Linked DNA regions of Muntiacus reevesi: region 2 is linked to region 1. The links are chromatin contacts, called in public Hi-C maps. All regions are on one chromosome and are shown on one strand. The core of a region is the stretch at or near the end of the contact, and the rest is flanking DNA. Distances in the headings are between cores, read along the strand shown. Region 1 holds the start of RPN2 (ribophorin II). Region 2 holds the start of BLCAP (BLCAP apoptosis inducing factor).

Evidence for each region. A called contact is a pair of places that touch in the nucleus more often than the background predicts.
Region 2: a Hi-C map of muscle shows a contact between it and region 1, with 4 times the contacts expected there. The contact joins the promoter of BLCAP here to the promoter of RPN2 in region 1. A contact is called at or near these places in 2 of 3 Hi-C or Micro-C datasets (blood and muscle).

Annotation. Positions count from the first base shown.
Region 1 is chr2:64,420,198-64,425,267 of mMunRee1.1, reverse strand. RPN2 (ribophorin II) reads right to left here and starts at 2,650. Exons shown (of 17, transcript XM_065921967.1): 1 at 2,609-2,650. The coding sequence starts at 2,627. MROH8 (maestro heat like repeat family member 8) reads left to right here and starts at 2,193. Exons shown (of 12, transcript XM_065921969.1): 1 at 2,193-2,479. The coding sequence starts at 2,193.
Region 2 is chr2:64,734,491-64,739,560 of mMunRee1.1, reverse strand. It overlaps BLCAP (BLCAP apoptosis inducing factor), which reads left to right and starts at 2,095. Exons shown (of 2, transcript XM_065921978.1): 1 at 2,095-2,229. LOC136159581 (a long non-coding RNA gene) reads left to right here and starts at 2,484. Exons shown (of 3, transcript XR_010661481.1): 1 at 2,484-5,070. It overlaps LOC136159580 (a long non-coding RNA gene), which reads right to left and starts at 2,279. Exons shown (of 3, transcript XR_010661480.1): 1 at 1,805-2,279.

The DNA.
Region 1 (5,070 bases), core at 1,401-3,900:
CATTGGAATAAAATCCTTTCAAATGGGCAGCTTCATGAACAGTCTACCTTCCAAGTAACAGTAATCACAAGTTTAACATTTATAATTAATGCTCCTTTGCCTATATCATCTACTTCAGTTTGAACTAGAACCCTTTAAGAAAGGTATTTTACAAATAAGAAAGACAACCAGAACAGCCTAGACACAGCTAATCTTGGACTCAAACCCAGGTCCATCTAAAGAGTTCTCACTCCACTATTTTTGGGAGAATGTTGATGAAGGGATGCCTACATTAGGGATATGAGTGTTTGTGCTACTTAAGCCCTTGTGTGTATTAAATAACCTAAAGAATGTGAAAGCTCTTTAAAAAAACTAGAAAGAGATCTGGAATGTGAATCATCATTCATCAAATGTTTCTGAATAACTACTATGTACCAAAAACTATTTTTGGTGTTAATGCAACATGAAATGGAACAAAAACCCCTAATCTCATGGAACTTACACTCTAGTGGGAAAAGACATGACACAAAATAACTAAGAAACATTATTCATCACCTTAGAAGGTGATGGAGAAAAATACAGAATGTAAGGGATATCTGGGAAGAGCTACAACTTTAAACATGGCAGCCTTGGAAGGCCTAACTAAGAAATAGAGATATTATGTATAAACCTGAGGGAAAAGAAGGAGCAAGTCATGAAGATATCTGGAGGAAAACTATCCCAAGAAGAAAAGCAAATACAAAGACCCTGAATCTGGAATGCAGACAGGGCTTTCTGCACCAGCAAGGAGGACAACATGGCTGGAGAGGATTAAGCAAGGGGTGAGAAGCAGGACAAGGTGACAGACACAGCAGAAGTCAAACCCGGACGACCCTATGGGCACTCTGGCTTTTATTAAGTGAGAAAATTTTAAGCAGAGGAGTGATCTGACTTACATTTTAACAGGAACTTTGTGTTGAGAAGAAACAATACTGTGCTGAGATTAGAGGAGCAAGGATAGAAAGAGACACCTGTCAGGAAACCACAGTCATACCTCAAGAAAAAAGATGGTGGTGGTCTAAACCAGGGGACCAACTGGTTAGAACTCCATTAGCATTGCTGATGAGTGTAAAGAAGTAAAAGAGGGATCCAGATACTAATGCTGAATTCCCAGTGCCTTGAATACGTGCATGTACTCAGTACATTAAGATCTAGTAGCTATGACCAGCATTTTCCCAGTTAGACTGTAAGTTCCTCTAACATAGCATTTGTGCCAGTATCCTGATCTTCCTACCTCATATCAACGATATTAACCATACAACTTTGGGGGCTGTAATCTGAGCACGTAACATGAGCTGGGTATGCCCACACTATGCTAAAGTACTCTGTGTGCATTTAGTCATTAAATCCTCACAATACCCAAGTCTGTGCACTTTACAGACCAAGATACTGAATCACAGAAATAGTTACCTGCCCTAAGACAGGTTAACTAGTTGAGAATCCAACTGCAGGAACTCTATTATCCTCAATCTGTCAATTAATGGAGCAGTGAGCCCACAGATTTATTCATTGTTACCTTGGGCAAGTTATCTGGGCAAGAATCTCTTCCCTGAGATTCCCTCTGTTAAGTGGAAATAATTGTACACATTTCCCAAGTTGCTGTGAGACTACACGAGGTTGCATCCTGCACAGTGTCCTCTCAATACCCGGCAATATAGTTCAGTTTAATGAGTACTTACGGATTGCCGCGCACTGTTCTACACTATGAAGGGAGACGGTCTCATTCAACTCCCATCGTAATTTACGAGACTAACCATTTAACAAATGAGAAACTGAGGGGCAGAGGAGTCAAGTTACTTGCACAGGGTCACTTTACGAAAACGTGGCAGACTGCAAGTTTGTACCCGGAGACATCCTAACTTCAGAACTCACGCTCGTAAACTCTCAAGGAGGTGTGATTTTCTCACCCCTTTCACTGAAGAGGAAACTACGGTCCAAAGAAGGGCGATTTAGCCAAAAGCTCACTCTTAGGCCACCTGGCCCGGAAGCCCGCGAGAGTCAAATGAATGGGTGAAGCCAGACCGCGGGTTCTCCGCGGCTGCGGCCCCCAACTGAGTCTAGGGGGGACCCGTAGCCCGCGCCGCACCCACCTCCACCCTCTCCTCCACTCGCCCGCAGTCCCAACCGTTGGCCAGCCCCCCGTCAGACGCCGGACCCCCAAAGAGCCCGAGCTCATGCCCCTGCCCCGCAGGGGAAGAGGACCCCTCCTGGCTGGCCCTCGAATGGCGAGCACTAGCCTCCCGCGGGCGACAGCCCACTCGCCAAGACACGTGGGCCGCGGGACCCCGTTGTCGAGCCCTGCGCAACGCCTCACCCGGCAGCGCCATTCCTCCCAGCAGGTCCCACCACGGCCCGAGCCGCAGGCGGACTTCCGCTCGGGAAGGTGGCTCCAAGAGGGCGCCAGAGGGGACGCCAGGAACTCGCGGCAGACCCCGTGTGCTGGGATGGGCTCCAGGCACAGGTCAGTCCCCGCAGTTCCGCTGGGCCGGGAGGCGCTCACCAGCCGCACGGTGCTGAGCGCGCACTGCGCCACTGCCCTCGCGTACTGGGCCGCTTCCACCCCCCGCGCCCCGGCCCACTTGGAACCGACCTCCTCGCAACGGTCCCATTCCGGAAGCTACCGGCCGGCGGTTGGACGAGGCCTCGGGGTGGGCCCGAGACGGGGCCTCCTGTGATTGGCCGATCGCACTGTCACTCAGTCGTCTCTCTGCAACCCGGCCGATTTTAAAGGAATGGGAAGGGCCCGGTGGAAAAGGGCCAGCAACATTTGAGCCGTTTGCGGGTTTGTTTTGTTTTTATAAGAAAATTATGGCAGCTTACACTGAAGATTGTTTCGGTTGTTAGTAACTGACCCATAAGTGACTTTTTAACTCATCTGCGTATGTTTGTGTGAGGAGAATGTAAATCCCAATGGAAGTGAATTTATTTATTAATTAGGTAACTCAGATTATTGAGCGTTTACGGGATAGCCAGACAGGGTACTAAGCACTCCGTGTACCTTGTTTCATTCACACCTCATCCCCAGTCTGTGATATATGTACTATTAATATTTCCATTTTATAGAGAAGGAAATTTAAAAATGTGAACCGGGACAGCCTGACTGTAATCTGCTTTTAACTGTTACGAACACAAAGTATTCACAATGCAATATAACTTTTACAATCATTAGTGTCCTGGATATTACCGTCTACTACTGTTCCAAACAAGGAAGAGTCAGTTCTTTCTCTGTTTGGTAGTGTGCTATTGTATGGTATATTAGCCATTAAATATCTGGATATTTTAACTTGAATTTAATTAAAATTAAAAATTCAGTTTGTCGTTTGTTAACCATATTTCAAACATTCAGTGGCCCCATGTGGCTGGTGCAGATGATACTGAACTGCGCACAATTATAGAGCATATAGAACATTTCCCTTGTCACAGAATATTCTATTGGACAGGACTGATCTAGAATATATAAAGAACTCCTCCAACTCAATACTAAGACAACCAGTGGTGTGCTGAAGCCTCATACTGGCTTGTGAGGGTCAACTGTTAAATTTCTCAGGAATTTTAATAAACAGCAAAGTCCTACTGGGATGTTGGCAATTTGATCTCTGGTGCCTTTTTAAAAATTGCCAAATTTGAAATAGTCAAATTGTCTACTCAAAGCTATGGTTTTTCCAGTAGTCATGTATGGATGTGAGAGTTGGATTCTCTCTCAAAGAAAGCTAAGCACTGAAGAATTGATGTTTTTGAACTGTGGTGTTGGAGAAGACTCTTGAGAGCCCCTTGGACTGACTGCAAGGAGATCAAACCAGTCCATCCTAAAGGAAATCAGTCCTGAATATTCATTGACAGTACTGATGCTGAAGCTGAAACTCCAATACTTTGGCCACCTGCTGCCAAGAATTGACTCATTGGAAAAGACCCTGATGCCGGGAAGGATTGAAGAGAGGAGGAGAAGGAGACAGTAGAGGATGAGATGGTTAGATGGCATCACTGGCTCATGGACATGAGTCTGAGCAAGCTCCAGGAGTTGGTGATGTACAGGGAAGCCTGGTGTGCTGCAGTCCATGGGGTTGCAAAGAGTAGGACGCAACTGAGCCACTGAACTGAACTGAAAAGTTCTACTGTATAGCACAGGAAACTGTATTCAGTATCCTATAGTAAACCAATGAAAAAGAATAAGAAAAAGAATATATATGTATTTTCTGTATACATCTATATATTCTTTCACATTGCTGTACACCAGAAACTAACGCAGCGTTGTAAATCAACTCTGCATGCATGCATGCTAAGTCGCTTCAGTCATGTCCAACTCTTTGTGACCCCATCGACTGTAGCCCTCCAGGTTCTTCTGTCCATGGGATTCTCCAGGATAGAGTACTGGAGTGGGCTGCCATGCCCTCCTCCAGGGGATCTTCCTGACCCAGGGATGGAACCCGAGGTTCTTATGCCTCCTGCATTGTCAAGACGGGTTCTTTACCACTAGTGCCAACTGGGAAGCCCATAAATCAACTATACCTAAGTAAAAAATACATAAGTGAAAGGAATTTTGCAAATTGGTTGTTAAATACAGCTATTAGAAGAATTAAATTATATATACTTAAAATGAAAGTGTATTAAAAACAAAATTCATCATTTCCTAATTATTTTCCTTTATCATTGTGCTTTTGTGGTAGCTTGTATCTACTGTATCTGAATGGTGGAAATATTATATCATGCTGTGCTTACTACACATCTCTTCCCAGTAACATTGGTAGCTTGATTTGGCTGCAAATGGAATATTTATACCATAGAGTCAGCAAATGCTACAAACCAGGGCTTGACTTATTGCTTTGTTATTGTGTAAATTTAATGTTGGAGATAATGTTAATTGAGATTAAACTTAAAAATATATCACATCTGTAGATTTTACATTATAAATAGCACAGAAACTTGAAAATATTTGTGTTGTTTTTGAAAATTATTATCTAATTCAGAAAAGAAGTCACTTTTAAAGTTTCAGTCACATGTTGCTGTTTTTCAGTCCCTAAGTCATGTCCCACTCTTTTCAACCTCATGGACTGC
Region 2 (5,070 bases), core at 846-3,345, 310 kb before region 1:
CTTCCTAGGCTGTCATCCAAAACCATGACGTGTGTGCTGTGTGTCGATGCTACCAAATATGTGTCTCCAGCCCAGACCTCTCTTCGGAGCCCCAGTCTCATATACAACGGCCTATTGAGCCTCTCAATCCAACCATTGCCCAGGCTTTTCAAACCTGCCTTCTTAGCCAAACTTGATCTTTCCCCTCAATCTGAGACTTCTGCAGGTTTTACCACCTTAGTCAAGGACTCTTTCATTCCTGCATACCCGAGGCAAAGATGGAGGTGTCATCGCTGATCCCTCAACAACCACCCACATCCCATCTGAGATTCTTTGTATCTCCACCTCCCCAAGCCACGACCTTCCCAGGGTCACAGGTTTGCATCAGGAAACCTTCAGCAGCCTTCTAACTGGTCTCCCCACAACCCCTGGAAAGTGTTTTCTGAGCCATGAAGCCAGGGTGGCCTTTCAGAAACCCAGACCCGGTATGATTCCCATGATGCAAATGGCTCTCTTTATTCTCAAGATAAAATCCAAATTCATTAGGTAGCACTATCTGTTCTATTTGCTCATTCCTCACCCTCACTGGCTCCTTCCCTCCTCCACAACATCTGGGACAAGTGGTTCTTTCTTCCTAGAACATTGCCCCTCTCAGTCTTGCCCTGAACAACTCTTAACTATCCTTGGTTTTTCAGCCTAAATGCCAGCTCCCCAAGGAGAGCCCACCCTCACTCTTCACCCTACATTTGTTGCTATTGCTTAGTTGCCACTTTGTGTCCAATCACAACCCTATGGACTGCAGCCCACCAGGCTCCTCTGTCCACGGGATTTCCCAGGCAAGAAGACCTAAGCTGGTTGCCATTTCCTCCTCCAAGGGATCTTCCTGACCCAGGGATTGAATCTCTTGCATCTTCTGCATCAGCAGGAAGATTCTTTAGCACTGAGCCACCTGAGAAGCCCTCACCCTACAATAAGTCTCCATTAATTTTTCATAACACTCTTCATCCCCCCTCAGCACTTCCCATCATGCATAATCATATATTGATTTGATTAAAATTATTAACAGTGATCATCTTGCTGTTTTAAATTTTTATTTTATTGACATATAGTTGATTTACAATGTTGTGGTAATTTATGCTGTACACCAAAGTGACTACGTTATACACATATATATACATTTCTTTTCACATTCCTTTTCACTATGGTTTATCAAAGAATACTGAATACAGTTCCCTGTGCTATACAGTAGGATCTTATTTATCCATTCTATATATAATAGGTTGCATCTGCTAATCCCAGATTCCAAATCCATCCTCCTCCCCCCAACCACAAGTCTGTTCTCTATGTGAGTCGGCTTTCTAGATTTGTTCATTTGTGTCATAGTTTAGATTCCACATGTAAGTAATTTGATGACCGTTTTCCCACCCTCCCCCACTTCCCCCCACTAGCGGGGCAGCGTTTTGAGTTAAAACAGCGCCTATGTCATCCTCCATTCTATCCTCTTGACTTTAGCACTGCACTTACACATAGTAAGTGCTCAAGGAATGTGTTTAATTAGCTAATAAATGGATACATTGAGTCATTTAATTCCTAGAACAACCCTGTTATGTAGGCATCCAATCAGACTTGGGGAAGCTAAGAGTCAAGGCAAGTAGCAAAGTACAGCACAGGGGAAGAGTTAGGTCCTGACCCAAGTCAAATCTTAAATTCTGAGCCGGACTACTTCCGCTCCTGACCTCTGGCCTTGGTAAAGGGGTCGGGGAGGAGGCCGACTTAAGGGTTTCCCCGCAGGACGCGGGTCACCCCCAAGAGTCGAAGTGCTCACCTACGGAGACGAGGGTACGCCCCCTCCGCTCCCCAGTGTAGAGATCACAATCTACTGCATATGCATGAGGGGACCAAGGGAGCTGTGATTCGGGGCTGTTCAGGACGCGCCTGATCAAAAACTCTTCGGATTTGAAGAGTCCAGAGTCCGCAGATTTCGGCACACACTAATAAAAATCTTCAAATGGTCATCTGTGCAAATGTTAGGAGCGTATGACGCGAGGGCGAGCCCTCAGAGTTTAGGTCGCTTGATCAGGCGTCTGCTGTAGGCAGCCCGATTCCAGAAGGGGTCCTCGACCGGCTCGACTAGAAGACGAAGGGGGCGGCTCCCCGGCTTCCTGCGGCGTCGGTGGCGAGCTGAGGTGGAAGCGGGTCGCGGCAGCGCAGGCGACAGCGGTGGCGGCGGCGCCATGGCGGGGCTCGCAGGTACCGTGGCGTCGGCCTCCGGGGGGCGGGATGAGAGGCCTTCATGCGACTGCGCCGCCATGTTGTCCCTTCGGGGTCACCTTAAGGCGTCGTCCGGTCTCTCTCTGGGGTTTTCCTTCCGCGCACCCTGGGGGCCGCCCCTGTCCGGTGTCACGTGATCGCGCTGTTTGGTCTCCGGGCCGGGCCTTGTGGGGGGCGGGGGAGGGGGGTACTATCTTCCCGGCCCGAGCGCGAGTCCCCGGCCTCCTGGGTTCTCGTTCTGGCCTCCAAGGTCAGCGGTCGCCTGTCAGCTCCCGGGAAGGGGCAGGCAGAACCGGGGAGCGCGGGGCTGGGGGTGCGACCACCGTGTCTTCAGCCCCCGGGACCCGTGGCAGGGGGCCCAGCTTGTGAGAGATCTGTTACTCTGTCCCCACCTCTTCAGTTGCTTTTTCTTCTTTTTTTTTAAATCAGAAGGGGCGTGGGGGAGAGGGGGGAGAAAAGGGTCTCCCTCTCCGAGTCCCCGCCATGCTGTTTGGGGTGATAGGATGACGCTCTGCTTTGGGGCGCGGGTGGTTCTTCCTCTCTCTTAATTTTACACCAAGTCTGGACACCCGTTCCCTTTCCTACAATATATATGGGGAGTGGCCCTCAAGGGCAGCTGAAGGAATGGAATGCCTGGCACACTAATGGCCTGGAAAGAATGGGGGATGGGGAACAGTTGATTTTTCCTTCCCTCTTCCACAGCTTCTTTAATTTCCTTCCAGGCCTGCATGTCCCTTTTCAACGCTAAATGTTGGGACAGACTGGGGTCTATCCTAGGAAAGAAATGGTCTTTCTGTTTATAGGTATGGATCATGTTTTATCCCTTACAGGGAACTGGTGTCTTGGGGATGGCGTCTCTTTGCCCTGCCTGACATGGTACCACCATCCCCTCAGCCTTCTGGACGGCAACACCAAAGCCAGAACACCCCCCCCCCCAAAGTTCCAGCTTAAATGCTAATGCCAAGTGTTAGATCTTGTTTGTTTATTTGTTTGAAATCAGAGACTAATTAATGTCGAGCAAAGCTGTTCAAAGATTGCGGAGCCCTGGTGGGTTCTCAGTGACCAGATCACTTCCATAACTAAAACAGGTCTTGTTAGAATTGCTGCCAATAACAGTTTAACCTTTTATCTGTAATCTGTTGTTTCAAAGAGGAATCTTGAAGTCTGGATTTGGTTGTGTTTTTCTGTTGTTGTTCTCTTATCTTCGAAACATATGCATTCCATTTCAAGCCTATCACTGTGTGATATACCAAGGACCATGTGTTGCCTGCCTCTCTGATTTCCTGTTCTGGGAATGCTCTGGAATCTGGATCCTCCTGGGGAATGGGCCCCGTGGGAGGGAGAAAGGGAGAGGGGAGGTTGAGCAGGACCACAATCAGAGAAGATGGTGGCATGTCTCTGGGGCTTATAGAGGAAATCAGAGGTCACCAGGGGAAAAAAGACTGTTGTGAGACTAATGTTTTGTATGTGTGTGCACGTTTAAATCTCTGGGGGTGAAACTAACTGCAAATTTAGAATCTCACTTTAGGGTGCTGGCTCCTGAGTAGATACAAGTTTGAAAATAGATGTCTAGCAAATGGCTTACAGCACACCTGCTCCCTCCTCCAACTCACGCGTAATAAGCTGTTGCTGTCCTGCAGCTGAAGCTCAAGAAACCTGTCCTTCCATCGAAATCCAAATATTCCACAGGGAGAGGTAACAGTGTCACATAGCACCCCACACCTCTAACAGTCAGGGTACCTAAACCCCTCTGGGGTTTAACTGAAGCTGGTTAGGCTAAGAGACTAACATCCTCTGGGGGCATTGGTCCCAAGAGCCTTGCCTGCTGCTGGAGTCCCACTCAGCCATTCCAGTTCCCTCATAACTCTTCTGCTCTATCTTTGGTCTCCTGGGGGCAAAGCGGGGGTGGTAGAGAAAATGTAAGGAAAGGGGGTGCTGTGGACTAAGGGCTATGCAACAAAATTGTAGTCATTTTTAACTCCTCCCATTGTTCTGTATCAGAATAAAATGTTTTAATGGTATTGCTTCTGGAAAAAAAAATTTATAAACAAGCTAGGTTTGGACCAGACTTGTAAGCACCGCATAGGAGTAGAAAGAGAACACATTTCTTCCGTCTTCTCCAGTGGACTGTGCTTCCTCTATAACATGAGGGCTTGATGCAGGGCAGAGGGCGGGGGAGGGCACATTGCACATTTAAGCCACCTGTGTGATCGCAGCCCACCAGGGCAGCCCTGGCCTGGAAGTCTGTCTTCTCATCATGCCTCACTCAGAGTCCTGCCAATGGATGGATGGAGGAAACCCTGCAGGGGGCTTTGCCAGGATCATCTGGGAAGCCCTGGGGCTGCCACCAGCCTCCTGCCTTTTTAAAGGGGGGCCTACTGTGTCAAGAGCATCCAGACACTTCCATGCTGCCTCATTTCGTCTCCCTAAGCCCAGCTGCCTTATCCCTGAGCCAAGACTAGAGCATCTGGGGCAGTGGGACCATGGGGCACACCCCTTGAAGGCTCTGAACACATGTTGGAATATGTCCACGGTTCTCCCGGTTTAGTGTGGAAAACCACGAACACTCCCAGTCTTGAGGCTTGCCAAGATATGGGCTTCAGAAGGGAGGTGTGGACATTGCCTGCTGCTGAGTCACCCTGGGGCATGAGGAGACCTGCCCCACCTTCCGGCTGTGGTAGGGACTGGAACCACCCAGCCTGAGCCTTGGATCGCACATCCCCACCCCAGTCCCATTGAGTCCTGCTTTGGCAGAATGTTTCTCGCAGGTTGGGGTTCCCTGGGATCTCAGCAGTCCTTTCACAGAGGGGAACTAAAGGT